4 separate regions of the Mus musculus genome follow, and all the other regions are linked to region 2. A link is a contact called in public promoter capture Hi-C data. All regions are on one chromosome and are shown on one strand. Each heading gives the region's core, a stretch centred on a gene start, on an enhancer-like site or on the middle of the called end of the contact. The rest is flanking DNA. Distances are from core to core; before and after follow the strand shown. Region 1 holds the start of Ttll4 (tubulin tyrosine ligase-like family, member 4). Region 2 holds the start of Cryba2 (crystallin, beta A2). Region 3 holds the start of Nhej1 (non-homologous end joining factor 1). Region 4 holds the start of Retreg2 (reticulophagy regulator family member 2).

Region 1 (6,886 bases), core at 1,484-3,983, 230 kb before region 2:
CTCCCTGACCCGTTAACAAGTCAAAAGTCCAATCTCTCTGCTCTGGAGTCAAAGCAGCTGCGTTTGCTCGGGCCTGCGCTTGTGCAGCTTCGTGCCAAAGCGCTCTCCATTCCATATATTTGCCCATACTAGGGAGAGCGGCTTTTACAACCGTTTGCCAGTCAGCAGGAGTTAGTGCCATGCCAGCGAGCCTGTCTAACTGCACCAAGGTAAAATTAGCATTGGTTCCATATTTACGGACCGACTCGGCAAGCTCTTTAATCTGTAAGTATTCTACCGGAGCGTGGACACGCCCACCCTCGGCTCCTTCAAAGACCGGAAATGCCTGTTGTATTTTCCTTTGTTCCTCTCTGGGAATGAATGAGTCTGCGCACTGCCTCTCTGCGCACTGCCTCTCTGCGCATCTCTCTGCGCATTGCCTCTCTGCGCATTGCTGACGCACTACGCAGGGCGGGGGCTCCGCATAGGGCGGACCTTGAAGCCGACTGCCCTGAGGCCAATCAGCAAACTGGCCTTCGCCAGCCGCTTTTGGCTTCCTTAACTGATTAGCTAGCACTTTACCTGGCTGGTACCCTTTTTTCTCATAATGAGCTGCTTCTTCCTCCCAGTCTGTTTCCTCAGAGGAGAATTCTTCATCTGCTTCAGAGCTACTAAGAGCTGGCTCCCCGAGCCCATCCAGCGATGAGCACAGGCTCCTTTTCCTAGAGACCTCCGCTAATTGATCTTTCTTCTTTTCCCTTTTTCCTCTTTTTCTTCTAATCTCTCTCCAGGTATTCCTACCTAACCTTAACTTTTCCTCGGGTTCAAGACCCTTGGAAAGGCCTGTATACTTATTTTGTGTACCATATTTTCTCTTTGCTCCTACTCTCTCTCCCCACTTTACTTCTGATAGCTTGTCCTGAATTTCATCTAGAATCCGCCCTGCCTTAACCACTTGATAACATGTGAAAAGGAACAAAAGGGCTTCTAACACTAGAAAAAATTCAAGGCCAAACATAACTTGTAAAGCCATTTTCCACTTTACTTCTGATAGACTGTCTTGAATTTCCTTAGAAAGTTCAAGGCCAGGCTTACCTCGTAAAGCTATACTCACTGGTACTCTCGTTCCCCAGCTGAAAAGTTCTGAATTCATACAGTTGAATCCTTCTTAACAGTCTGCTTTACGGGAACCTTTATTACCGCGACCCGCAGTTCTGGTTCTGGAATGAGGGATCTTCCTTGCGCCAGTCCCGAGTTTTTTCTCGTCCCGGAATTCGGCACCAATTGTTATTAGACGCGTTCTCACGCCCGGCCAGGAAGAACACCACAGACCAGAATCTTCTGCGGCAAAACTTTATTGCTTACATCTTCAGGAGCAAGAGTGTAAGAAGCAAGAGAGCAAGAAGCAAGAGAGCAAGAAGCAAGAGAGAGAGAAAACGAAACCCCGTCCCTATTAAGGAGAATTCTCCTTCGCCTAGGACGTGTCACTCCCTGATTGGCTGCAGCCCATCGGCCGAGTTGACGTCACGGGGAAGGCAGAGCACAAGTAGTCATAAGATACCCTTGGCACATGCGCAGATTATTTGTTTACCACTTAGAACACAGCTGTCAGCGCCATCTTGTAACGGCGAATGTGGGCGCGGCTCCCAACATTTTTCTTCAGCTCCAGCACTCCCATTTTGTCTAAGAAAGTTCATTTATACTGTATATTGGTTAAAATTCTGAATTTATCTGATTCTATAGCATTACTCAATTGTTTTCCTCTATATCCTGTATACTGAAGTTAGAGTCAATGCTTGATTAGATTCAGCTTTTAAATTGTTAAAATTTAACATTTTGTAAAATAAGCCATACTTTATAAATATTGCTGTGTAATCCAAATCTCATCAGGAGACAAACTAGATAATTGCCCTAGATTTCCTGATCTAAAATTGATAAGTAACCCTTTCATAGTTCAACATCTGTCAATGACTGTTGCTTAAGTATTTTGCTACTAAGTTCAAATTGTTTTCACCAGGCTAGTTTTTCTCTGCATAGCCCTAGCTGATCTGAACTCACTCTGCAGACCAGGCTGTCCTCATACTCAGAGATCCACCTGCCTCAGCCTACCGAATGGTGGGGTTAAAGAAGTGCACAACCGGTGCCCAGGCCTCATCAGGTTAGTTATATCGTTAATTATCATAGCCTGTTTGAGAAAGCTCCTTTTGCCATCCAGCTGACTTTATAGTTCTCTAAATTTAATAGATCCAGCGACATCTGAAACAGGGGGATCTATTCTGCGTGGAGAGATTATGAAAGGACTCACACTTAGGTAAAGTTCTCACTCGAAGCCCATAAAACTGGTAGTTGTAGTTATGTCTTGCTTTGTCTCGTCCCGCTCCGTGTTTGGATTTAGGGAAAGGTGAGTGGGAGAGAGTTAAAGTGCCTTGAGCCACTTCCTCTTACTTGCCTCAAACTCATGGAATTTTGGTAGGAATTCTTTAATAGAGTCTTGGCGCTGTATGGTCAGAGTCCATAGTGGTTAGGTAGAATGAATCGTGGATTCCCAGAACGGAGCCTTTACTTGCAGGACTACAGTTCCCAGAATTCCGCTCGCAAGAGTTCCACCGTGTCGACAAGTTTGCGCGTGCGCAAATTCCTTGCACTTTCTCTCTCCCTCCCCCCAAGTCCCTCCTTCTCCCCCCCCCCCCCCCCCCATTCTCTAGGCTGCACAAGGGCTGGGATTCGGCGCGCTTGCCTCGGGCCCTCCCCCTCCCATTCCTTTCTGGCCTTAGATCTGTCCGCTGGGGGCGCGCTCTGTGTGGGACAGAAAGCGGCAGAGCGTGGGTCGCGTGGCGGAGCTTGGTTGCTAGGGACACCTGAGGTCGCCCGCTCGCCCAGCAGGCGCAGCGAAGAAGCGGCGCGGAGCCGGCGTCCAGTCGCGGCGAAGTAGGGTACCGTAGGTGAGTGTGGTCGCAGAGCTGGTGTCCGACCCCGGCCGGCCGTTCCCGCGTGCCTCGGCCCCAGCCCTTGGCACCGGCCCCCAACCCCGCTTCCGGTTCGCCACCTCGCCTTTCTCTGGTGAGTCGGAGACCGGGGCCTCCTCCCGGGCCCTCTCTCGAGTCCTCCTCGGCAGCCTCCACGCGGGGAGAACTTCGTTGGCTTCTCCTCGGGCGGCCCGAGCCCCACACCCTTCTCGGTCCTGGTTTCAGCGTGTCCTCTTTCCCGCCGCGCTGCGGTTTAAATTCTGGCTTGGGTTGAAATCCCGGCTCTTTTCAGGGCCTGCTTTTTCCTGACCCCACTCTGAGTTATCCATACACACTTTCCTACATTCCAGAAGCTGAGATCCTAATTTAACTCATTTATCCAGCCATTTTTTTTCATTTAATAATTTACAGCTTTTATAAACATCGACAAGTAGGTAACGAGTGAAGCCACTATGTAAGGTTCCTAGGGAGGGTACATTGGTGAGCAAGACAAACGTGTTTTCGAGAGTTTATAGAACAAGAGATTTTTAATCAAGAAAGCATTTGCCATACTGATGTATGTGCTGTGGTAGAAGTGAAGCGCTTAACCGCGATTTGTTTGGAAAAATACGTCACCCCACCTTCAGTCTTTACATTCCGGTTCTGAATCTTGGAAATGTTTTAATCAGCATTTGAAACCCTTCCTTTATGGAGTCATTTTGAATATTCCGAATCTCAATTTCAGCGCCTGTTGATTTGGCCAATCAGCAGTAATCTGGAGGAGCCTTTAAGAGCAGGTACCGTTGGATCCTATGCCTTCAATTGTTGCAATACTGAGATTATTTGCATAAAAACTATTCCCTTTATTGTCTGGAAAGTTACTAGCGATTTACTGATTAGACTCTAAGCCTGGCCCTGAAAGTTATCAAATGTTCTCAGGGAGTGAAGAAGTGGGAAGATATTCAAGTTACAAAGTAGCTTTAGAAAGATACAGCATGGCCTGAACAGAGGTCCGAGCTCAGTTGTGTTTGTTGGGAGCCATTCTGTGAGCTGGGCTTATTAGGGCCCAAGACTTAACTTAAAATGAATCTATTTCCTGACTTGTAGTTTCCAAGTGACTTTAGTTTTTTTGTTTGTTTGTTTTTGTTTTTGAGACAGGGTTTCTCTGTGCAGCCCTGGCTGTCTGGAACTCACTCGATAGATCTTGAACTCAGAGATGCACCTGCCTCTGCCTGCCCTGCCCTTCCCATCTTTTTAAGGTCCTAGGGATTGAACCTTGGGAGTTACACATTCTAGACAGTCAATCACTACCACCAAATTAAAAGTCTCAGGCCTGGAAGGTTTTGTGGGACCATGGGATTTTAAAACTTATTTTAAGTAAAACATGAGCAAAAGTATTTAGTAAGTTCGTTTGCTCTTTTTCTCTTCTTACTTTCTTCTTTTGTTTTGTTTTGTTTTGTTTTTCTAGACAGAGTTTCTCTGTGTAGCCCTGACTGACCTGGAACATTCTCTGTAGACCTCGAACTCAGAGATCCAGCTTCCTCTGCCTCCTGAACGCTGGGATTAAAGCTCTGTGTTACCACCTATGTAATCCCAGCAATAGTTTCTTGTTGTTTGTTTGTTTTTTGAGACAGACTCTATGTAGTCCTGGCAGTTTCTTAGTCCAGCTTGAGAATACACACTTTTTAAAATTCTTAGGGGAAGAGATGAGTATATTCTTTGTAAAGATAAAAAAGCAGGGAAATAGCATCAGGGTTGTGTGTAAGAGTATAGAAGGGGTGGGTGACGGATAGGTTGGTCAAGAAAGATTTCTGGCTAGAACCAAGTGATAGAGTCTAGAAATGATGCAGTTTAGGGTTCTTGATTGATTCATTTTCCCTGCCAGTTTAAGAATTAAAAGGCAGGGGAAATCTGAATACAACAGATGACAGCAGAGAACCGCAGAAAAAAAGCCAGTTAAAGGAAGACCTTTATTGAGGTTGAGAAATAGAGGGGAAAAAAAACCTCTATAAAACAGGCGTTGCCTTTACTCCACCTATTTCTGCCTCTCCAGTGCTGGGATTACAGGCTAGTTCCAATATTACACAGTACTGATTTTTTTAAATGTAGAAGGTATATCTCAAGGAACTGAATTATTACTCCACGTGGGAAAAATTAATAGATCTATTATTAACACATTATGGTTAGTATAAATGATTTTAAATGAAAATGTTTTTGAGAAGAATAGAATTGGGTGTGGTTTTTATTGTATATTAAGAGAAGATAATGGTTGGAGAGATGGCTCAGCGGTTAAGAGCACTCACTGACTGCTTTTCCAAAGGTCCCGAGTTCAAATCCCAGCAACCACATGGTGACTCACAACCATCTGTAACGAGAACTGTTTCCCTCTTATGGTGTCTGAAGACAGCTACAGTGTACTTACATATAATAAATAAATAAATCTTTAAAAAAAGAGAAGATAACTGGATTTTCATACATATTTCTGCATTCACTGAATTTTGATGTTTGTTTTTGAGTTAAGATTTAGGGGCTGGAGTGGTTAAGAGTGCTGGCTGTTCCTCCAGAAAACCAAGCTCACTGCTGTTTATAGTTTTCTGGCCTCTTTGGGTATTGCATCCTGTTGTGCACAGACATACATGCAGACAAAATACTTATATACATAAAACAACAGAAATATTAAAAAGAAGATAATTTAGCCTTAGATGGTTACAAGAGGGCCTAAAATGTTCGAAGGGGTTTGTAGGTATTGTACTTTGGTATCATATAAAAGAAGGATCAGCTTGGCTGGTAGATCTTTGTTATTTTCTTCCATAGAGTTGAGGTTTCACTGAGTAGCCCAGAACTTTCTAGAATTTTAAGATTCTCCTGCATCAGTCTCACAAGTATGGGATTACTACTGGTGTAGACCACCATCCCGGTGGGCTTGTATGCATTTCTGACTCTGTGACATCATGTGGTAGGCACTAACTGAGTTATTCAGCTCTGAGTGCTGTCAGTGCTTCCTATACAACGTGATGGTACCACTAGGCCAGTTAATCCCAGCATTTGGGAGGCTGAGTTAAGAGGGCCCATACATTTGAGGTCAATATGTAGCCTGAAGATAACTAAAGTACCTGGCTCATCAGCTGAACTTGGTGCCAAGCTTCATGATCTAAGGTCAGGCTTTGGAACCCACGTAATGGAGAGAAGAATCATGAGAGTTTGTCCTCTGGCTTCCACAATGATACTGTGACACTCCCACGAACACAGAAATGGATAAATGGATGTTAAAATTTTATATAAAGTAAAATAAAAAGCCATATTTGTATTAGCATTACAATTTCTAGAAAAGCAGTTACTCTTTGAGTGGCAGATACTGTTTTGCCAAAATTCCGATTTTCTCTTGGACGTTGAGATGTTCTCATTGGCAGCAAGTACTGTCAGCTGTTTTACTTGAAGTGACAGGCTTTGTTTCATTCTCCAGAAATGTTTGCCAGATACCAAAGTCTGAAGGACTCCATCACTTAGGTCAGCTTTTCTCTTTCAAGTAAACATGGTGTTCCATAAAAAACTCTGACAGTTGATTCACACGGGTGCTTTGCCTCGAGACAGTTGTCTTGAAGGAGCTTTAATAGTGTTTTGTTTCATTTGAGATAAGGGTCTCGTCGTCCAAGCTGTCCTGGAACTCACCTTGTGGTTGGGAATAACGCTGAACTGTGTCTCTCTGTATTGGAAGTGCTAGGATTACAGGCTCGGGCCACTGTGCTCCGCTAGTACGTCTAGCGTGTGTATTTCCTCATCCACCTCGGTGCTGGGGATTGAAGCTAGTTTGCATTTTACTGGGCAAGTGCTGTATGAGAGCTAGATCCTCAGACCCTACCTCTCATCTTGTCACATAGAAAATTGTTGTAAAACTTTAAAATATCTTCATGCTATGCAGTAAAATTAGCATTCTTTCACTGTGTGGCCAGTTAAACCATCCT
Region 2 (7,374 bases), core at 248-2,747:
TTACACACCTGTGGTGGATTGAAACAGAAGGACCCCAGCATGCTCAGAACCCGCTGGTCTTTGGTGCTGTCCGTGGTGCTGATGCAGGGATAGGTCCACAAATGCCACTACCACCCACCCAAGAGTTTATTCATACATCATGGGGTGGTGGTGGGTGGGTAGGTATTTCAAAGCAACTCACTTTGGTTGGGACCTGGAGCTTGGTGGCAGGAGATCAGAGGTTGGGGTGTGTGTGTGTGTGCGCGCGCGCGCGTGTGTGTGTGTGGGGGGGGGGGGGGGGGAGGAGTTGGCTGTGCTCACCGCACAGAGCACTGGCCTGAAGGACAGCAATTGGTTGCTGTGGTGGCCACTGCTTCCGCTCCAGGCACTCCAGCAAGGATAGTCTCCCTTCTCTAGAATGAACTGCTGTCCCTGGAAGTCGGGGTACTCGAAGGCCACCCATCTGAAAAAAAAAAAGAGAAGAGGAACTGGGAAACATCTGCTCAGTCTCCCTCTCCCCCATCATCACCCTGTTTGCTAAGGTTGAAAATATCCGGGGACTCAAACTATTTCTCCAACGCTAAACCATTCCTCAGATAGACCCAGCTCCTCTGGAAACTGAAAGCCCCAAACCTGAGCTAGAAAGGCCCAGGTTTCCCGTTTATCGCCCGCGGTTAGAAGGAATGTTTCAGGTTAATAAGATCGCCGAACCAGTGACTTCCTTCTGGGTTTTATGTGACTGCATAGGCAGCCAACCGTTCTCTGTACTGCTATAGTGGCAAAGGAGCCTCTGCTATCTTCAGGACCCCAACCTGGCTTCTAGGATACCCAGATGGGCAGAGCACAAAGGATCTGTCTCCACAAAGCCACCTGCACAAAGAAAACGTGGAGGTTTCAGGGCGGCCCCACGATTGCTTCTTGCCTTTGTCTTGGGGAGGGGTTGGGAGTACTGGAGAGGACAAAGATTTCTCTCCTTGATGAGTCTGTCTACGGCGCACTGGAGTGAAGGTTGAAGTTCCGGGCTCTGACTTTGGCTAGGGTGGAAGGGAGAGAAGCCAGAAAACCCCTAAATTGGCCCATTAGCCACAGCAGGATCACTCACGCGCCGTTTTCCACCTTGACTGAGCGCACCCTGCGCAGGGCTCCCCGCTCACAGACGTTGGCACAGTCGCTCAGTAGCCGGCAGCGACGACCCTGGAAGTCCTCCTCATCCCAGAGTGTGAGGCAAACGGGCGCCGAGCCCGGCGCGGGGGCGCTGCTCATGTCGCTGCAGATAAGAAGGGCAAGATCATGGGCTAACTTCTCGGGAACACTCTACTTAGCCTAAGCCTGCCCATCCCCAGTAGGGTGTGAGGAATCTAGGGTCTGGATCCGGACACAGGCTGCCGCTGTGCGGAGCGGGTGGGCGTGAGGGGAGGTTCCCTTGTTACTCCCTCTCCCCCCAGTACTCACCGAGTGAGTGAGCACCGCACCGACGGAAAATGGAGAGGCTGCGCGCGAGCCTGGTGTTCGCTGCTTTATAGTCATGTCTGGCTGCCTCTCCCTGTGGAATCCGGGTGGGGTGTGCAAGCTGAGTCAGCTGGCAGGCTTTGGCCAGCTCTGGTCTGCATAGGCAGCGGAGTCACCGATCTGGTCCCAGCCCGCATGCATGACAACGGAAAGTGCTGAGGCGCACATCGTGTCTGCCGGAGCCCAGGCTGACTCTGCGCTTTCTTTCACTGTGGTCTAAGCCTGGTAGAGACTCCTAGCCTAGGGGCAGAACAAGCAATCCCTGGCACAGACACTCAGGCGTGACCGTAAGCGTACGGTTTAGCCTTTTCTAAGACTGCGTAAGCCTGGCCAGCACAGTTCTTTCCAAAGTCAAAACTCTCTAGGTGAAGATCTTGCTTTTGGGGGACACTAGGGAGGAGGAAGAGAAGACCCTTCTCTAAGGACGCTGCGCCAAGGCCCTCAGGACCTGTTCGCTGTTACCCTTTTCTTCCTGAGCGGAGCTTTCCAAGGAGTCTTCTCTGGCACTGAGGTCAAGACCAGGCCTCGCCGCCAGGCGGCACTAAACACTGAAAAGCACCCGGGAGCGCTAGCATGGGTTTTGGTTTGGTTTGGTTTGGTTTTTTGGGTTTTGTTTTTGTTTTTGTTTTTTTCCTGGATTTTAAGAATACAAGTGCCAAGAGAGGGTTCAACTGTCCTAGATAGAAGTGGCTCTCAGTCTTCCCCCACCCTCTCGGGGACCACCGAGGCACCAGAATCTGCAGCAGTGGGGAGGTGGGGAGATGGGACAGAAAAGGCTAGGGACCCCAAAGGAGGTCTCCTCGCCCTTTTAGCTGTCATTTAGAAGGCAGGCTGATTACAGATCCTTAACAACGAGAGAGGCTAACCCAGCAGAAGAGGGAAGGAGGTGGGTGGGAAATATTTTGTTACTCCTGTTTGCCAAGTGCCTCCTCTATAGACTCAGCAGCCTGGTGGGTTCAGTTTGCACACACAAACATAAAAATTGAAGCCCAGCAGGGTGTGGGGCTTTCTTCAAATCCACACCTAGCCACTTTCATAGTTAAGAACATCCAGGAGGCCTTTTGTTCTGTTGCCAGACCCCCTACCTCAACTCCCGGAAGCTTAACCTCTGGCACCTTCCTTCTACCAACTGCTAAACCCATCCGTGGCTGGCCGAGAGCCTTTGCTTTTGCCCTTCGATTTCCCTGGGATGTTTTAACCACACATTCTTGGTGTGGCTAGCTCCTCTGCTACTCTGTAGATGGTACCAGCCACAAAACACCACCCATCGAGTACGTTTTTCTCTTTAGCCTTTATCAGTCTCAAGATCTCTTCCTCCTAGTATATGAATGCACTGGTGCCTCCTCTACTAGACTGTAAGCCCTACACAAAAGGGTAGGAGCTGTGTCTGCCTTGTTCCCAGCTATCCTCAAACCTAGCACGGTGCTGGATACAGAGTAGGAACCCGATAAAGCTGGGGTGGATTAACAAGATGGTCAATTGTGGGCCAAATGTTGACCGAGAAGAAGTGTATAAGAAAGTCTCCAGTGGGGTGGGGATGATGGTTTTCCCATCCCACTAATTCCATTTCTGAAGTTTGGGGCTGGAGGTGGGAAGGGGCAGGCAGCTCCTCCCTTAGGCCTCTCCATTCACTGGTGAGAAATGGCTGTTGAGATTCACACCTACAAACTTGAATAGTCTATAACCCAAGCCAGGCACACATGGATGGAAAATGGGGCAAACCTGAGGAGGTTTGATTGAGGGAGGAGCCAGAATTAGCTTTTAGCCGCTTGTCTATCCTAGAGAGAGCTAGCTAAAAATGAAAGAGCTGTAATTTTCCCCAGAACATAGGGGAAAACCCAGACTCCATACAGGGCAACAGCCAATCTTGGATGCTTACTATTCTAGCTGCTGTTCTGCCTCACAAGTCCTGGCTGAAACAGAAAGGAAGATTAGGCAAAACAAACAAACAAACAAACCAAAACAGAAGACCTCTCGCTGCTTCTCCCTCCATCCGACAATTATAGAGGTGGCCACTAGGGGGCGGGGCCAGTCTCCTCTAACCAGAAAGCCAGTGTGTGGGCAGTGTGTGTGTGTGTGTGTGTGTGAGAGAGAGAGAGAGAGAGAGGGGGGGGGGGGGGGGAGAGGAGGCTGTGGTGTTGACAACAGGCTGTACATCTGTGCTGTTGGTGACTGTGGGGCTGTGTTTGTCATGTTTATCAGGAGCTGAGCCTGAGGTGTGCGGGGGCAACTTCCAGTTTATGTGTTGGCCAGTATTCGGCAGAGATGTGTGTTCACTGCAGGTAGAGGGAAAATGACTCCTTAACACTAGGTGTCACTTGGGTTTAGGGGTGGTGATTTATACCAGAAGGCTACCCTTTCCAGTTGGAAATTCTCCTCGTGGCAGCAGCCAGTCTTTCCCGCACTGTCTGTACCTGCGTTTCCTCATCAGGAGAATATATAGGTCTCAGTACCCATCCATGGCTTTTAGTTCTATCTGCAACCAGTGAAAAGGCATATCTGTCTATACCTGTCTACCATTACACCTACTGCTTCCACCTACAGCAACTGAGGACCATATCTCCTGACCCCACCCCAAGCCTCAGAGACCAAGAAAGGGAAGACACTAATAATGGACAAAGGACAAGAGGCCCCCAGGCAGCCCCTACACCCTGGCTTACCAGAGCAGGACTAAGAGATTCTTTCCCTGTGCTGGATATCCACTCTTTCCATTAGCTTCCTTTCTCCACCAGGCTGGTTTAATTCCAGCCCCTGGTCTCCCCTCATGCCCCCCTCCTACCCCCAGCAGCTGGTTCCTGTTTGCTTTCCCAGATCAGTTGAGCTTAGAGCTTCCTGAAGGATGGATGCCCAGGTGGCTTTGTTTGCCAGCTCAGTACCATCCCTTTCACCTCCTCCACATCCACAGATTTGACATTCAGGGAATAGGCGGGGCAGGGGCAGCAACCTCAGACCTATACCCCCAAATCGCCTGGAGACCTCACCAGGATCTCATAACAGTTTCCACTGTGGCCCCCACTGAGGTAATCATCTCATATGGGGGGATCTCTGACATACAAACCCCATAAGTCCAAAGGCCTTATCCGCATCTCCACCCCATTCTACTTCGCCTACCCCACCCCATGATTGTAAGAAAACACTCATTCCACACCAACCCTTAGATCCATAAGAAACCTCTAGGCTTCTGTAAGACTCTCACATTTCACCTATCTGAGTTCCTGCTCACATCTCCATCTCAGGAAAAGTCACCGCCCCTAAATAAAGTCCCACTCCATGAAGAGCCGTACTTCTCTGTACTCTCGGGCAGTTCTGAGGTGCTGGTGGCTAAGGTCCTCTCCCCAGAGTCCTCTGATCCCACCCCTTCCCCTCATTTCACAGGGAAATTACCCAGGGCCTTCTGGGCTGAAAATGCAAATTCTGTGTGTGCCCTCACCCCCCCCCCCCAGTCCCACGGGCAGCCTCTCCTGTGCAGCCTGGTTCCTCTTGTCCCCACCCTAGTCCGGGTCTAGAACAGGCTGGTGAGCTCCTTCCCTGGGGCTGTACAAGCCTTGTCTCCCAGGAGACAGAGATAACTCAGTTCATTGTGCAGATGGGGGAGCCCCACCCCCATAGACCCATTATCCCACCATCTTCTCTGTCCCTCAGTAAAGCTGGAGAACAGATAGACTCCCCCATCCAGAGAGGTGAGAGGCAGCTTTCACCGTGCACTCGCCTAGACACGCGGGCAGCCGCTACTAGACTCTTCTAGGTTGTCAGGGAGAGGACACGTGCACACAGGTCCACAGCCATGTGTGGGTAGAGTCATCCTCGGTAACAGGTACATGGGCGAGATCCCACCAACTTGATCGGTTAGCTGCCCTGTCTCGGGACTCAACAGACACCTCATTGGTGAAGAGACATTTGTCCAGTCCCTTATATCATGTGCCAAGCACTGGGGAGGGCTCACACTGGAGCACACCCTCATGAGCGTTGACAGGCACACATGCCCCCCCCCCCCCCGTCCCTGGCATCACTCGGTTAGGTACTGGAGGTTAGGAGGGCTCTGGAGCCCAGCTCAGCTGTTTAAAAGTGGGGCCGAGTCTCCGCTTTATCTTTGCATTTTCTCCTCTGTAAAATGGGAATCATTGTCTTGACTCCAGTGAAGATTTAAATGTATTTAAAACACAGAACCACCCATGCGATATACACACCACACAACAGATGGTAGCAGTTACTGTTGGTATATTTTCAGGTTATGGATGCCTTCGTCTGGGGGGTTCTCCCCACTTCCTCTGGGATGGGGTGGGGTCAAGGCAGGAAGCACAACCCTGGGATCCTCAGCCTCCTTTTCTAACCTGATCCTGCCTCCTGGCTTCCCAGGAGAGCACTTAGCATAGACCATTTTTCACTTATGGCCCCTCTGTCTCCCAGAAGCCACTCTGCCACTCAAGTTTGACAGGGTCAGGGGAGGTGTTTCAAAGTTCCCCTTTTCTTGCTCAGGCCTAGGGTGTCAAGAAGCAAACAAAGATGGAGGGGTAGGGCTGAAGATCCACCTTCTGGTTCCTCTGATTTTCATGGCTTCATAAGTGGCCTCTGCCTGCCCTCACCCCACCCCATCCGCTGCTTGGGGCCTCAGGGTTTTATTTGTTTTTGTTTTTTTTTTTTTTTTGTTTTTTTGTTTTTTTGTTTTTTGTTTGTTTTCTTTAAACCTGTAAACTACGCTGGTTGTTGGAGGGGGCCTCTCAGCCATGCCTGCCTTTGACCCTACCATGGTCTGAGGAAGGCTCTCTTCCCTCCCCAGCCTGCTCCTGGCTTGCCCCACCTGCCCTGCCTCTGGCTAGCTACCCACCTGGCCTAGGCAGAGAGTGAGGGGGCGAGCTGCCCTGTCTCCATGGGGATTAATCTCCAAGAAGGTCACTGAGGCCCTGGTACTACCCTGGCTGCACAGGGATTAGCACCTGGATGTGAGCCCCCACTCCCCTGTCTCTCCATTCTCACACAGACCCTGAGAGGCCTCCCGGGAGCCCAGAGGTTCCAAGGCTGAGCCAGATGCTCCCGAGTGGGTGGGGGCGGGGCAGTTACTCAGCAGTGACCTGACGGGAAAGATGGAGTCAAACCAGCCTCTGTCCAGGGACTGCAGGTGTGAGCCCTGCTCCTTCCCATCTCCTGGCTTCTTACGGGAGGAGAGTGTTCACTGGAGTTTGCCATCTGTAGCCCCCCTCTATCCTCCCTTGGGGTCGGTTCCCCACCCCAATTTCTTCTCCCTCCACCACTCGTCTGTGTACTGGATCTCTAACTCCCATCTCCTGTTCTTTCACAAGACGCCCCCCCCTCACCCCCATCTCTCTCTCTCTCTCTCTCTCTCTCTCTCTCTCTGATTGTCTCTGCCTCCAGTTCCCCTAGGTCTTGCTGCCTGTTCTGTTGCTTCCTCTGCCTGCCCTTCCCAGAGTGGCTCCCCTCTGCTCTGTACCTGACTAGGCTCTGAGCTACACTCTCTACCTTTGGCCCCTGTTCTAAGACCTCTCTTTCTCAGCCTTCCCTTTGGCTTTTTCTCCTCTTCGGTCCCCCAGCCCCCACCTCTTCCCCCAGGGCAGCACTTAGATGATCGTCCTTTCCCTCTTCCCTCCCCCCCCCCCAACCTGTTCCCTCCCCTTACCAGGAGTGCTGACAGGGAAGACAGGAAGCAGGCTCTGGCTTGGAGCAGGAAGGGGGAGGGGCAGCCCGCACACCAGCTGCTCAGTACCCCCCTTCTGTCCCAGCACCTGCAGGCTTGCCAGGCGCCTCCAGACTCCACCTCAGCCTGACGGGGGGGGGGGGGCGGGGGGGGACCCAGAAGAGAGGCCAGATGCCCCTTGATGGCCTGCAAAAGTGAATCTTGGAAGTGGTTAGGGGTGGGGATGTGGGGAAAGA
Region 3 (6,607 bases), core at 1,587-4,086, 230 kb after region 2:
AGTAGGAGGCACCAGAGGACCACCTCTGAGACTATCCTCTGACCTTCATATTCAGTGTATTATACATACACATATATGAACACGCACACATGCACACACGTCCTTAACCCCACACACAAAAAGTGAAATAAAAAATTTTTCTTTAGGGGTCTGGAGAGATGGCTCAGTGGCAAGAGCACTGGCTGCTCTTCCAGAGGTCCTGAGTTCAATTCCCAGCAACCACATGGTGGCTCACAACCATCTACACTGGGATGTGTTGCCCTCTTCTGGTATGTAGGTATACATGCAGAGAGAACATTCCAATAAAATAAATATTTAAAAAATTATTTTCAATTAAATAAACAAAAGTCCAACCTACATAGTGATGAGTTCAAGGCCATGTAACCCTGTCTCAAAAAACCTATCTAAAATAGGGGTTCACTTTTAAGTCTTAATTTATTTGTCCTCTCACGATTTTATACATATATAAAATCTTCCCCTAATCGAAAACAGAAATTCTTACCTAAAGTCTGTTCAAGTTAATCCTCTACAATTATGGAAAATTCATGTGTATATGCATGATGAAAGATCCATGAGGGGCCTCATATTACATGACAGACACACAGTGACACACATAGTAAGAACAAGAGCAATGTCCCAAGTCCCTTTCAACAAATGAACAGGCCGCACATTTCACATCGCAGAGGAAGTGACAATTCCACTTCACTAATTGGGTTCATGCCCACACTAAGGCCCACATCACCAACAACATGCTTTCTGTGCAGCTTGGAACTCCTGGAGACCAATATTTTTACCTCAATAGAGAATGCTATATCTGGGCTGGCAAGATGGCTCAGCGGGTAAGAGCACTGATTGATCTTCCAAAAGTTCTGAGTTCAAATCCCAGCAACCACATGGTGGCTCACAACCACCCTCAATGAGATCTGACACCCCCTTCTGGTGTATCTGAAGACAGCTTATTTATAATAAGAAGAAAAATATTTAGGCTGGAGCCATCAGGGACTGAGCCAGCAGGGCTGATCGGAGGGAGCAAAGGTCCTAAATTCATTTCCCAACAACCAGATGAAAGCTGTATCCTCAGCCTAGTTGAATATATAGCAACTAAATCTTGACAGAATTTACTTTTCCTGTGGATACAAAAAGTCATATAATTTCATTATTTCCATCCATAAATAACAAAAGGAAAGGAAGTGCCAAGAGGTAAATGCTTAGACTACAAAGAAAATAATAGAATTTCTGTTTAAATCTGAGTAACAGTCATTTCAGCTTGGTCTAAGCCGTCATCTTCCTAGCTTTCAAACCACTTGTCTCATGTCACTCACTAGTTTGCACTACAATTAACACGTGGAATACAAATGTATATCTCAGAAAGACTACATACATGACAGGGACCCCGAGAGAGCATAGAGCCTAGTGATATTACTGCCATCTTGGTTCAAGTACATGCATTGTGTGATATCTATATGGGCTAAAATTGCCTAACAACACAGTTGTCAAAAAACATCTGGCCATTTCAAGTGACACAGGACTACATATATGGTGGTTATTTGCAGCCACCTTGAAACGCTGTGTGTGGAGATGGTTATTTGTATCCTGGGCTGTTCCAACAGGATAAACTGGTCTCAGAATGATTAAAGAGTCTTCACTGGGCAAGAGTTTACACTGGGAAAGATTAGACATACAAATGAAGTTGCCAAACCCTCTAATTTCCCTTATAGGCACATCCTGGCATGCACTCTGAAACTCACCAAAATTGAGCTTATTGGCCTAACTGGTTCCGAAGGTCAAAACCCACAAGTCGATGGTTTTGTCTGAATGGGAGGAAGCTGTTTTAATGTGGCCAGGGACAGCTGGCCCTATAAAAATGTCTAAACATCCAGTCTGGCTGCTCCTACCACTCAGCCTGGTCTTGAGGTAAGTATAACTCAGTGAGTCAGGCATGATGGGGCATGCCTGTAATCCTAGCACACAGGAGGCTGAGGCAGGAGGATCTTGATTTGGAAGCCAACCTGGACAACATAGCAAGAGACTTTCAAAACAAAACAAAGTGGTAGAACGGACTGGGGCCTGAGACTGTTCACAGCATGGAGGGAGAAGGAATCTAAGTCCTCTGGGGTTTGACTCCCCGCCCCACACTCCGCAAATTGGTCTTCCATGATCACGTTAACCAACCTCGCGGGTTTAATTTGTCTTTTAAAGGAGAGACTGTGAAGTTGCACGACATTCTACCACTCGGGTTCCTCTCCCAGGGATAGTTCCTAAAATACCCTGCAGGGGGCAGTAAGGTCCTACAGACCATCTGTCGAGCCCACGCCCTGTGCCACCAAAGAGGGCAAACCTTAGGCCCTGCCGCCAAAGGTCACACGCCCCGCCCTCGAGCGCCCTAGGCGTCCATCTGCCCCCCCAACCCCCGCTAGAACTTTGTCGCCCGCCTCTCATTTTTACAGCATCCGCTGCACACAGTTACGGCTCAGGGCCCCAAAGGGGAACAAAACTAATTCATCCCAGCGGGCCAAACACGAAGCCTGCTAAGGAGGGGCTTCACACGACACACTAAAAGGCAGAGGCCGAAAACGGACTGCGCGTGCGCAGGTCCGCCCACTCCGGGAGGTCCAAAGTCGGGCTGCGCGCGGTCCCTTCTGGGAAAAAGCGCCCGGGTCAGGGGCCACTGCACGAGTTTATCTTTGCTTTTCGGCGTCCGGACAGACCCAGATCTCGGCGCCGACACGAAACCAACCCCACCTACCGTCAACGGCTGCGGGAACTCCCACCCTCCTCAAGGCGGGCCTGTCCTGGTGCGCAAACTGAGAGGCCACCCCCCCACACACAACACACTCAGGAAGGCGGGGTCTTGGGTGTGGGCGGAGCCAGGGCCCTGGTGGGCGGGGCCCGAACCTCACTTGTTAACGCCACTCGCAACTCTGCTGCTTTCCTAATTCCTTTCCTGTTGCCCTAAGTTGAAACGAAATACTACTTCTCTCTTGCCTCTTCATCTTTTTTTTATCTGCTTTACATTTTAGTTACTTATTTAAATCTTAAATGCAGGGAGAGGGCAGGGACCCTGTCGTATTCATATCCGTGGATGTAGGACCTTGCTCATGGCAAAGAGTAAATATTTGAATGCTAGAGTTCATTCAAGAAGCCTTGACAGTTTACAGGCAGAAATCTCATTTATTCAGTTCCAACCCGCTAAACCATGGCCTCTGCTCAAGTCTTAAGAGGAGGAAAGGCAGCCCATTTTGCAAGTGGGCCACATCCACCTCCACTGGGACAAAGTATACAGACTCCAGCAAGGTGGCAGTTACTGCTAAACTAAGACAAAAATGGTGGTCTTGATGATTACTGGGACCTAACCCCTTCTCTGCTAGCTGTGGAGTACGATTCCCCAGAGTTAGGCAACAAGTCGGCTCTCTCTCCTGTTTTAGAGGATCCTCCTTCATCCCCAGAGTCTTCAGGCATTGGACAGAGGCAGTGGAGAGGCTGTGGGATGCAGGAACACAGGTTTCTGATGGGTAAAGGAAGCCCATACTCTTGAGCAGCTTTCCTCCTGGATTGCTGAAGCATTTGAATTTCTTGGGCAGTGAAAGAAGTTGGCAGCCTCTGACCTAAGCCTCTCTCAGCCCGTGTACCTGTAAAAGAGGGGTGATCAGGATGGAGAGATAGCTCTTAGGAGCTGGTACTGCTCTTACAGAGGACCCAAGTTCCAAGTCCCAGCACCCATGCCGGATGGCTCACAACTGCCCGAATCTCCAGGTCTGGGAGGATCTACCATCACTGATCTCTACATTTTATGAATGCAAATATCCAAAGACACACATACACACATATGCATAATTTAAAATGAAAATTAAGGTTTTTTTTTTAAGTGAAAAATAAGTAAAGGTCACTGCCCTGCCCAACCTAGGGAGTAGTGACTACCTAGCCACTCCCCTGGGACCTGGTCTCAACTTACCAGATATAGTGTTTTCTAGGAGAAAGCCCAGTAGACCAGCTAAGAAAATGGGTTCTGCCAGCAAAGAACGAAGAAACATATCCAGGGGGCTCCAGCCTACAAAGGGTTGGGGCCAGGCAGGAAGGTAACTGATACTGTCCCAGGCAATGAGTCTTCCCTTTCAGACGTAAACTGCATCTCAAACCAGGGACACATCTCACTAGGCTGCCATTCCATCCCATCTACCTTTTCCCTCTACACACTCCATTCCCCACACTCAGGCCCTGCCCAGATTCCTTTCTCAGCACCATGTTTTCTAAGCACCCACATTCCCTCCAGGTACCCTTTGTCCCAAGCTCCCTTCTGGGAAGTGTGACATTACAAAGCCCTAGTCTCTCCCACTTCTGACTTTCTCTGCTCTACCCTGGGCCTCTCAGTTTCAGTCCTACTAACACTTTGGACCAGATAATTTGGTTATAAGGAGCTGTCCACTGCATCAAAGAATGTTTAATAACCTCTCTAAACACTGAATCCCAATAACAATACTCTTTCTTCCCATTTATGACATCCAAGAAGCATCTCCAGACATTGCTAAATGTTCCCCATGGAGCAAAAATCACCCCCCAGTTGAAAACCACTGCTCTAGATAAAATAGGCTCTAGATAAAATAAATAGGCTTTCAGCATATGCTATTTCTATCCTATAATCCTATCTTTTATCTTTGCATATGATGGAAGCGTGATCAAGCATGACCTTATTAACTGTGCATATGGCATACATCTATAATCCTAAGACTTGAAAGGAAGCAGGAAGATTGCCAAGATTTTGAAGCCAGCCTAAGTTCCAAAATGAGGCCCCGTCTCACACAGAGAAGTGGCCTTTTGACAAACATGCATCCTCAAAGACCAGTCCAGTTCTGTTGGAACACCTCAGCAGCTCAGGTAGAGGCTCCTCCTGTCATTGACTACTACAGGCCTTTGTTATTTTGTATTGTTTTGTCAGGATCTCACTATGTAACCCTGAATGACCTGGAACTCACTGTGTAAGCATCTGGCCTCAAACTCACAGAGACTCCACCTGCTTCCCCTGTGCTAGGATTAGATATTTCTTTTCTTTCTTTTGTTGTTGTTTTGTTGTTGTTTGTTTGTTTGTTTGTTTGTTGAGACAGAGTTTCTCTGTGTGTCCCTACTTATCCTAGAACTCACTCTGTAGACCAGGCTGGCCTCAAACTCACAAAGATCCACCTGCCTTTGCCTCTGGAGTTCTGGGAGTGCACCACCACTGCCCAACCTAGAAGGACTTTTGTGCCCTGACCTAGTTACATGTTTTCTTTTAATGTGTTTGTGGGGGGAAGGGTTTTGTAATTAGTTAGCTTTAACTGTCAACTTGTCACCATGTAGGTCATCTGAGAGGAGAGTCTCAATTGGGGAATTACCTACATAGACTGGTTACTGAGCACATCTGCAGTAGATTGTCTTTACTGGTAATTGACTTAGTAGGGTCTGGCCCACCATAGGCAGTATCATTCCTTTAACAGGTGGTCTTGAAGTATATTAGAAAGTTAGCGGCCGGGCATGCTGGCGCACGCCTTTAATCCCAGCACTTGGGAGGCAGAGGCAGGCAGATTTCTGAGTTCAAGGCCAGCCTGGTCTACAAAGTAAGTTGCAGGACAGCCCGGTCTACACAAAGAAACCCTGTCTCGAAAAACCAAAAAAAAAAAAAGAAAAAAGGAAGGAAGGAAGGAAGGAAGGAAGTTAGCTGCATGTGAACCAGCCGGCAAGCAGTGTCCTCCATGGTTCCTGCTGTACTTCTTTGGCTGTGAAGTGAGCTTGTTTGGAGGCCGAGCTGTGTGGCTTCGCAAGCAGGCCTGCCTTCAAGATTCTGTCCTGAGTTCCTGTCATGGCTTGCCTCAATGATAGACCGTGACCTGGAATTGTTGACTGAATAAAACATTCCCTCCCCTAAAATGCTTTTAATCTGAGTGTTTTACCACAGCAACAGCACCAGGGCATGCACTTAGCACAGTGCTCAATGGATGTTTGTTAAATAACTGAATGGAGTACACGCAAAATCCCACTGTGAGACCAAGAATCCAGAGAGCCTAAACCTCAGCTCCACTACTGAGAGACTCCTTTCCCTCCACCCAGCCTACCTGTGTTGAGCAGGACTGGGGCTTCCCTGAGCCACCTTGGCAAAAGCAAGGCCATGAAGATGGAGAAGCCCACGATGAAGACATTTCGCCCAGAGTCAATGTCAGCCAGGTGAAAGCTGGAGAATCCAGCAGACAGAACTACAGCCTGGGTCACTCCCAGTACCCCACCTGTATCATACAAAAGAAAACAAGGAGGTGGGAAGAGGACAAAGTTCAGGCTTTGTAGGACAGGTGGGTTGTAATGAGGAAATACTACCCACAGGCTTGTTTCTGATTCTCCAAGAGACTCGGTTCAGCTAAGAAAACAAGATCATATGTTCATGTCCATTCCAAGAATCTATTTAGAAAAGGCAGCTTCAGCCTCGCCAACTGGTTGAGTCATACTGGGGGAAGTAGTATTCCAGGGCTTGCCTTCCCACCTATTTACTCACCAAGCACAGGCAGTGGGATGCTGGTAAATAGCTGAGCCAGCCTTGGGGAGAGCCCAAGCCCCATGCAGAACAACCCCACTAGGTGGGCCACTC
Region 4 (6,864 bases), core at 182-2,681, 250 kb after region 2:
TCTGGAGGAGAACGCCTGGGAGTTCTGACTCCCAGAGGCAGAGAACAGGCGGACCTCTCACCATGAAGTCTTGGAAACCGGTGAGGGAGAAGGCGCCTTCTTCGTCCAGCAGGAGCCCAGTCAGGTCCATCGCACTGTCAGCCGCCACCCTGCGAAGGTGGAGGGAAAGGGAAGGAATCGTAAGTGACCCCAGAGCCGTGCTCACCCGTTGGCCCACCTCTCCCGAAAGGGCCACCGCCCGACTGCGCGCAGCCTCCTCCCTTCTCGCAGGCGGCCGTGGGACGCCTCTTCCTGTTCCGCGTGCGACTGGGCCTCCCGGCGCCCGACGACAGGCGCGGCGCTCACCAGGCGAACCAGGAGGTACGAGGGCCAGCAGTGTTCTCAGCCCGTGCCGCGTTCGCTAGGCGTTTATAAGCTGCGGGAGTGAGTGTCACCGACGAGTCTGCGCGCCCGGCAGGAAGTGCCTCCTGCCTTGCCCAACCTGAGAGCTCCGGGTCTCCGGAGCTATGAGCACCGGGGGCAATTGTAATACGGTTCCCAGGGGACCGCGACACACCAAGGGTGAACGCGCTGACCAGGCTTTGTAGTCGTGGTACAGATAGTAACGAGCCTAACACAAAGGCAACGCGGCGAGTTGTTTCCTGGGTTTTAGGGAAGACGCACTCAATCAGCAATGCCCAGGAAAGATGAACAAGAAACTTACCGTAGGTGGGAGAACTGTGAACAAGGTGGGAGGGAATCTGTTGAATCTTTATGCCCCTTAGAAGTTTGAAACTGTAACACTCGAATACATACTGTATTCTGTATGGTTACTCCAGCAATTAAATGATCTCAAAAGATATAAAGCCTCAATGTACGATGTTAAACAGGTCTCCCCAAAGCAAACAGCGCCTGGATGTTTTATTTCCAAACACTCCTTCCACACAATTTGCGGCTGAGAGATTTTGGGAAGAGAGAGGGCCGACGCTCCAAGAAGGAAGAAACAACTTTTCGAAGTTGGTGAAGCTGCTTTGAAGTCATTAAAGTCACGCGCTGGTGTTTGTTTATCCGCTGAGGGGAGGGGACTGGAGGCGAAGAGGGTTGAGTAATGGGGATGGCACCGCCCTTCCCGATCCCAAGCAGATTGTAGTCAAGATCCTGGGGGCCTGAAAGCCCACTCACTGCCTCTGGGCAGTGCCTCACGCGACAAAGAGGTCTCCAGCCGCCCTGTAAACACCGGGAGAAGACCTCAGGCCTCGCAGCCTCAACGCCCGCCCCGGATCACCCCTCCAGCACCCTGGAAGCACACCTTCGTGGGTGCAGGATCACGACAGCGGCCAACGCGCACGCGCGGGCGTCCCATCCGGGCTGTTAGGGCACGTCACGTGGCATCGCGCTTCATCACGTGACGCTTGACCGCAGGTTTTTTTGCTCGCCCGTGCGTGCGCCCCCTTCCGTCTGACGCGCCCCCGGCGGCGGCCGCGCAGCCCTGGCTCCTCGCGGGCTCGGGCAGCGGCTGCGGCGCGGTGATGGCGAGCAGCGGTGGCGGTAACACCGGCGCGGGTGGCACCTCGGGGCTGGGCCTGGGCCTGGGGCTGAGCCTCGGCATGGGTGAGGCCACTGGCGACGCGGAGGAGGAGGCGGCCGCAGCCGAGGCAGTGGGACGTTTAGCTACGTCCCTGTGGCTGCGGCTCCGCGGCTGGGAGGCGGTGCTGGCGGCCGCACAGCGACTGCTGGTTTGGGAGAAGCCGCTGCACAGCCTGGTCACGGCGGCCACACTCAACGGCCTCTTCTGGTAACGGCCACGGAGGAGGGGGCGGGGCCGGGCTGCGCGGGAGAGCGGGGGCGGGAGGACCGGGTGCTCCCTCCCTTGGAGGGCTGTCAGCGTCTGGGGCGGTGATCCTGCACCAGGTGGCCCCATTTTTTAGTCTCTTAGTGACTGGGTGAGGCTTAGAGGGCCATCTCCCCATCCATGGGTCTTTCTGTGATTTTCGATGGATTTGGGAGCCTCAACTGAGATGCCTGTCTCCCTAAGGTTGTTGTCTTCGTCGTCCCTCCGGCCCTTCTTCCTGCTCAGCATCTCACTTTTGACCTATTTTCTACTGGATCTCTGGCATCCTCGCTTTCTCCCTGACGTTTCAGGTGAGTTTCTTCATTCCACATGCACTGTATGCACCTGCTCCGTGCATCACCCTGCTACTTGAGGGGAGGCACAGGAAGGCCATTTATCTCCTAAGGCATCCTGTATGCCCTTCCATCGTTTTTTTTTTTTTTTTTTTTTTTTTTAAGAAAATTGCCTGAAATGAGAATTGTTTCTTTTCCAAAATTAATGTTCTTGTGAGTTTAGTAGTCAAAACTATATAGCATTTAAAGCTGGGTTCAGAAACAGCATATCGTACACCTTGTAGTTGGTGGGTAAAGGGAATGCTCTGGACTTCACATAGTGGTTCAGGCCTGGAAGCGAGAGACAGAGGGATTACTGAAAAATTGAGACCAAGAATGTTAAAGAGAGGCAGCTCTTTCTGACTTTGGATCTGTCTCTAAGTGCTTCTTGTATTCTTAACTTACCCCACACCCTTTTCTCCATAGCACCACCCCCTGAAGAACCACACTCTGACAGGTGAGTATAGGCCACCTTTTAAAGAAGATGCCCAAATGTGGTCTGCTTGCTGTGCTCAGCTCAAAGAGGAGCAGGGCTGTGGCTTGTGCAGGCATAGGCCCAGTGTAATGAAGGGACTTACAGCAAGCAAAAGTATGCCTGGCTCTAGGCTTCTTTGTATGCAAACGCTGTGTTCCTTCTCCCGTGGAGGTAGAGGGTTGAGTACCCTGGGAATTTACATCCCAGGATGAGGATGCCTTCCTTTGGGGGAGGTGGGGCCTCCAGAGTGAGATCTCATCAGCAGTCTCAAAGTGACTTGAGTGTCTTAGCTGGTTTCTGAGGCCTCCAGGGGTCATGTCATGTCTCCCCAGTGAGGGTGCGGGGTCAGGCGCCCAGCCGCACCTGCTGAGTGTGCCCGAGTTGTGCAGATACCTGGCTGAGAGCTGGCTCACCTTCCAGATTCACCTGCAAGAGCTGTTGCAGTACAAGAGGCAGAATCCAGCTCAGGTAAACCCCATCCTGAAATGGTTGCAGGAGTCGGGCTGGGAGAGAGTGACGCGTGCAGTGACTGTTGTAAATTTCCTCAACTGGTTCCCATTTTTTTCCACCACATGAATAGTTTCTCCCCTGGTGACTGTGCACATGGTGTAAGCCTGTGTTCTTCACTGCTCCTGTGCTCTTCCCTGCAGTTCTGCGCTCGGGGCTGCGCTGCCTGTGCTGTGCTGGCTGTGTTGGGACACTATGTTCCGGGAGTTATGATTTCCTACATTGTCTGTGAGTGGAGCTCATTCCTGCTCTTTCCAAAGCCCTGTCTAGTCTTCTTTTCCTGGGTTGACCCAAAGGAAAGACTGTGTTTTCTTTGTTAGTTACTCACCTGGGAGGAGGATAGCAGATGGGGGAAGAGGGTATCACTGCCTTGAGAAAGGATCCCGTCTTTGTTCAGACCTACCTGTTCAGGGGACAGTTTGGATGAAGGCTCCTGAGAAAGTGGCCAACTGAGCTCTGAGTGCACTTTCTTAACCCGTAGTGCTGAGTATCCTGCTGTGGCCCCTGGTGGTCTATCACGAGTTGATCCAGAGGATGTATACTCGCCTGGAGCCCTTGCTCATGCAGCTGGACTACAGCATGAAAGCTGAAGCTGATGCCCTGCACCACAAACATGACAAGAGAAGTAAGGGATTCTCTTAACCTGGATGGGGAGAGGCAGGGAGAACCTGTAGTGTATGGCTCATGGTGTGTCCTGGAATTGAAATCATTTCTACTTCCTTAGCCATATTTGTCACCACCGTTATCTCCGCTCATTATTGCCTGATTGCCCTTCTCTAGAGCGCCAAGGGAAGAGTGCACCCCCAGCAGGAGATGAGCCACTGGCGGAAACAGAGAGTGAAAGCGAGGCAGAGTTGGCTGGCTTCTCTCCAGTGGTGAGGTCCAGGGAAGATGGGATGTCAAATAGAAGGCCGAAGGGAAGTTGGGTATTGTGGTGCACACATGTAATCCTATTTGAGAGGAGGAAGCAGAAGGATCAAGAATTCAAAATCAGCCTGGTTTTTGTTATGAGCTTGACATCAGCCTGGACCACATAAGACCTCCTATGTCCAAAAAAAAAAAAAATGAAAAAGGCAAAGGGGTCAAGAATGTGTCTGCTTTAGAGTTAGAGCTACCAGTTCTCAAGTAGTTGGGAACCAGAAGGCTTGGGGGTAAAGTGTGCTTATCCCAGTATGTTGGATTCATCCTGGTTCTCTTGCAGGTGGATGTGAAGAAAACAGCCCTGGCCTTGGCTATTACAGACTCTGAGCTGTCAGATGAGGAGGCCTCTATCTTAGAGAGCGGCGGTTTCTCTGTATCTCGGGCCACCACTCCACAACTGACAGATGTTTCTGAAGGTATGAGCAGTCTTTTGCCTCTCTTTTATCTTCCTGCTCCCCAATACTGGGTTGTTGACAGCTGTGTTCTCTGAGTTCCAAAAATGCTTCCTGAGTTCCTGTATTCTCTAATTCTACCCTAAGCACCCAAGAACCTTAGTTCCATCCTCTTGCTTTGCTTTGTAGTATTTTTAGATCTTTTTATTTTATGTGTATGAGTATTTGGCCTGCATAATGTGTGTACACCATATGCATGCCTGGTGCCTGCAGAAGTCAGACGAGGGCATCTGATCCCCTGGAACTGGAGTTGCGGTTGGTTGTGAGCCACCATATAGGTGCTGGGAATTGAACCTGGGTCCTCTGCAGGAGCAGCAAGTGCTCTTAACCACTAAGCCATCTCTTCAGCTCTGCTTTGCTTTTTGAGAAAGGCTCTTAGTCTAGGCTTGCTTCGAACTCTCTTTGTAGCAGAAGATGACCAGAACTCCTGGTCCCTCCTCCCTACACCTTCCAAATGCTGGGATTACAATAGATATGTGCCACAGGGCCTGGCCTCCCAAGTTATGTACATGAACTTACTGACTTTTGTGGCCAGTTAGAGAAAAGAGCTCATTCTTAACCCTCTATTCTCTGCACAGATTTGGACCAGCAGAGCCTGCCAAGTGAGCCAGAAGAGGCTCTGAACCGAGAGCTGGGGGAGGGGGAAGAGACAGAGCTGGCCTCTCCTGAAGACCTGCTAAGTGCGCCTCCAGCCCTCTCAAAGCAAGCTTTGGACACCGAAGAGGAGGGGGCTGCAGACAAGGAAGCCTTGCTTCAGCTCTCATCCCCTCTTCACTTTGTGAATACGCACTTCAATGGGGCAGGGTCCCCCCAAGATGGAGTGAAATGCCCTCCTGGTGCACCAGTGAAGACCCTGAGCCCAGAGGCAGTGAGTGGTGACCTAATGGCTCCATCCAGCACCCTCTCACCCCAACTTTGCCTTGCTGAAAGTGGTCCAGTTACCCCCCTCTCTCCCTCTGTGCTCCCATCCCTTCCCCAGGACTCACCTCAACCCCTGGCTGCTCCTGAGGAGGAAGAGGCACTCACAACTGAGGACTTTGAGTTGCTGGATCAGGGGGAGCTGGAGCAACTGAATGCAGAGCTGGGCTTGGGACCAGAGATGCCTCCAAAGCCCCCTGATGTTCTGCCTCCTCCTCCCCTGGGGGCAGACAGCCATTCCCTGGTACAGTCAGACCAAGAGGCTCATGCAGAGGTTGAGCCATGAGCCATGGCAGAATGAGCTGCAGGCATACTAGGGCTTCCTAACTAGGCATGTCACATTTTCTCCTCTCCCTGTCACTCTGGGGAGAGGCACTATGTGGAAAAGCTGGCTGTCAGATGGAAGCCAGCCCACTCTGCCTGCCTGCCTGCCTGCCTGCCTGCTGTCCTGGGACCTGGTATAGTACCTGTGCCTAGGATTGGTTTTATGTCTGTAAATACTTTTCCATCTGAGTTAGTGGATGTGATGAAGGCTAGGGGCATCCTTCCGTAGCCTGCAGTTGCTTCCCTGCCTCATCCCTTGTCATTCTACTGTGTCCTAAGCCCTGGTGGTCGACCTTTTCTTTTTCTTCCTATCCTCAGGGACCTGTGCTGCTCCACCCTCGTGTCCCACTTGGTTGTTTAGTTGAGGCACTTTATAATTTTCTCTACTGTCCCACACTCCCGTTGGCTTTATTTCCCTGCTGTCTCCTGTCCTTTGCAGCGTGACCCCCACTCTTTGCCAACTCCTCCTTCCCACAGGCACTGGCCAAGCTTTAGGGCAGGTTCTCTTCTGAGGGAACTGGGTGGTGTCAGGCCAGCAGTGCTGTGCTTGGGTCACTGTCGCCTTGAACCTACACTGTACCCTTGTCCAGCTCAGCACTCATGATGCAGGACAGCAGGGTCCCCTAGCACTTTGCCAGCACTGAGGATGGCATGTTCTCTTCTCTTTTGGAGGCGAGGGACTTCCCTTCTGTATTAGGGGAGAAGAACAGAACCTACTCGTCTGGACCACAGTTGAGACTCCCTGCTAGGGTGTAAAGTGGATAGTAAGATCTGTGTAGGTGTTAACTGGAAAAATAAACTGTTGATTGGCTAGAACTGCTGCCTGTCTGCCTGCTTGTCTCCCTGTGAGCCACCTCCCATACTGCACTCTGTCCCCTCCTCACCCAGCACTGCCTCTCTTGGCTATTTTCCTTGTAAACAGCCAGAGGCAGGGATTATCCTGACAACCCTACCTGCTTCTCGGTCATACAAAGTGAGATTTAGCATGTGTGAATACATTACATGCAGGAGGAAATTGCCCTGTCTTCCCAGTCAGTGGGACATGGAGTCATGATAACCGTGCCTTTAATACTGTTTCTGTAAGTCATGTATCTACATGCTCACAACTCAATCTTAATTGTCTGT

Evidence for each region. Capture Hi-C pulls out chosen DNA fragments and counts their contacts.
Region 1: a promoter capture Hi-C map of pancreatic islet shows a contact between it and region 2. The contact joins the promoter of Ttll4 here to the promoter of Cryba2 in region 2. A contact is called at or near these places in 10 of 39 promoter capture datasets (the SN4741 cell line, cranial neural crest, embryonic stem cells and 6 more), 1 of 115 datasets of contacts at active chromatin or transcription factors (pancreatic cancer cells) and 3 of 9 other capture datasets (adipose tissue, liver and pancreatic islet).
Region 3: a contact with region 2 is called in a promoter capture Hi-C map of pancreatic islet. The contact joins the promoter of Nhej1 here to the promoter of Cryba2 in region 2. A contact is called at or near these places in 6 of 39 promoter capture datasets (cranial neural crest, embryonic stem cells, frontonasal cranial neural crest and 2 more), 1 of 15 datasets of contacts at CTCF or cohesin (embryonic stem cells), 1 of 484 Hi-C or Micro-C datasets (nephron progenitors), 14 of 115 datasets of contacts at active chromatin or transcription factors (craniofacial prominence, embryonic basal ganglia, embryonic forebrain and 9 more) and 5 of 9 other capture datasets (adipose tissue, embryonic stem cells, liver and 2 more).
Region 4: a contact with region 2 is called in a promoter capture Hi-C map of adipose tissue. The contact joins the promoter of Retreg2 here to the promoter of Cryba2 in region 2. A contact is called at or near these places in 16 of 39 promoter capture datasets (the 3T3-L1 cell line, 3T3-L1-derived adipocytes, the C10 cell line and 9 more), 13 of 115 datasets of contacts at active chromatin or transcription factors (craniofacial prominence, embryonic basal ganglia, embryonic hindbrain and 6 more) and 3 of 9 other capture datasets (adipose tissue, liver and pancreatic islet).

What each region holds. Positions count from the first base shown.
Region 1 is chr1:74,658,969-74,665,854 of GRCm38.p6, forward strand. Ttll4 (tubulin tyrosine ligase-like family, member 4) reads left to right here and starts at 2,734. Exons shown (of 20, transcript NM_001014974.2): 1 at 2,734-2,921.
Region 2 is chr1:74,891,646-74,899,019 of GRCm38.p6, forward strand. Cryba2 (crystallin, beta A2) reads right to left here and starts at 1,498. Exons shown (of 5, transcript NM_021541.3): 1 at 1,432-1,498; 2 at 1,082-1,246; 3 at 301-442. The coding sequence starts at 1,242.
Region 3 is chr1:75,122,390-75,128,996 of GRCm38.p6, forward strand. It overlaps Nhej1 (non-homologous end joining factor 1), which reads right to left and starts at 2,837. Exons shown (of 9, transcript NM_029342.4): 1 at 2,747-2,837. Slc23a3 (solute carrier family 23 (nucleobase transporters), member 3) reads right to left here. Exons shown (of 12, transcript NM_194333.3): 9 at 6,515-6,607; 10 at 6,084-6,251; 11 at 3,953-4,048; 12 at 3,152-3,629. The coding sequence ends at 3,340.
Region 4 is chr1:75,141,355-75,148,218 of GRCm38.p6, forward strand. Retreg2 (reticulophagy regulator family member 2) reads left to right here and starts at 1,432. Exons shown (of 9, transcript NM_170755.2): 1 at 1,432-1,774; 2 at 2,015-2,121; 3 at 2,569-2,599; 4 at 2,950-3,085; 5 at 3,268-3,352; 6 at 3,606-3,749; 7 at 3,905-3,999; 8 at 4,326-4,461; 9 at 5,076-6,555. The coding sequence starts at 1,509. The coding sequence ends at 5,701. It overlaps Cnppd1 (cyclin Pas1/PHO80 domain containing 1), which reads right to left and starts at 1,357. Exons shown (of 10, transcript NM_026977.3): 1 at 1,289-1,357; 2 at 704-1,206; 3 at 62-149. The coding sequence starts at 130.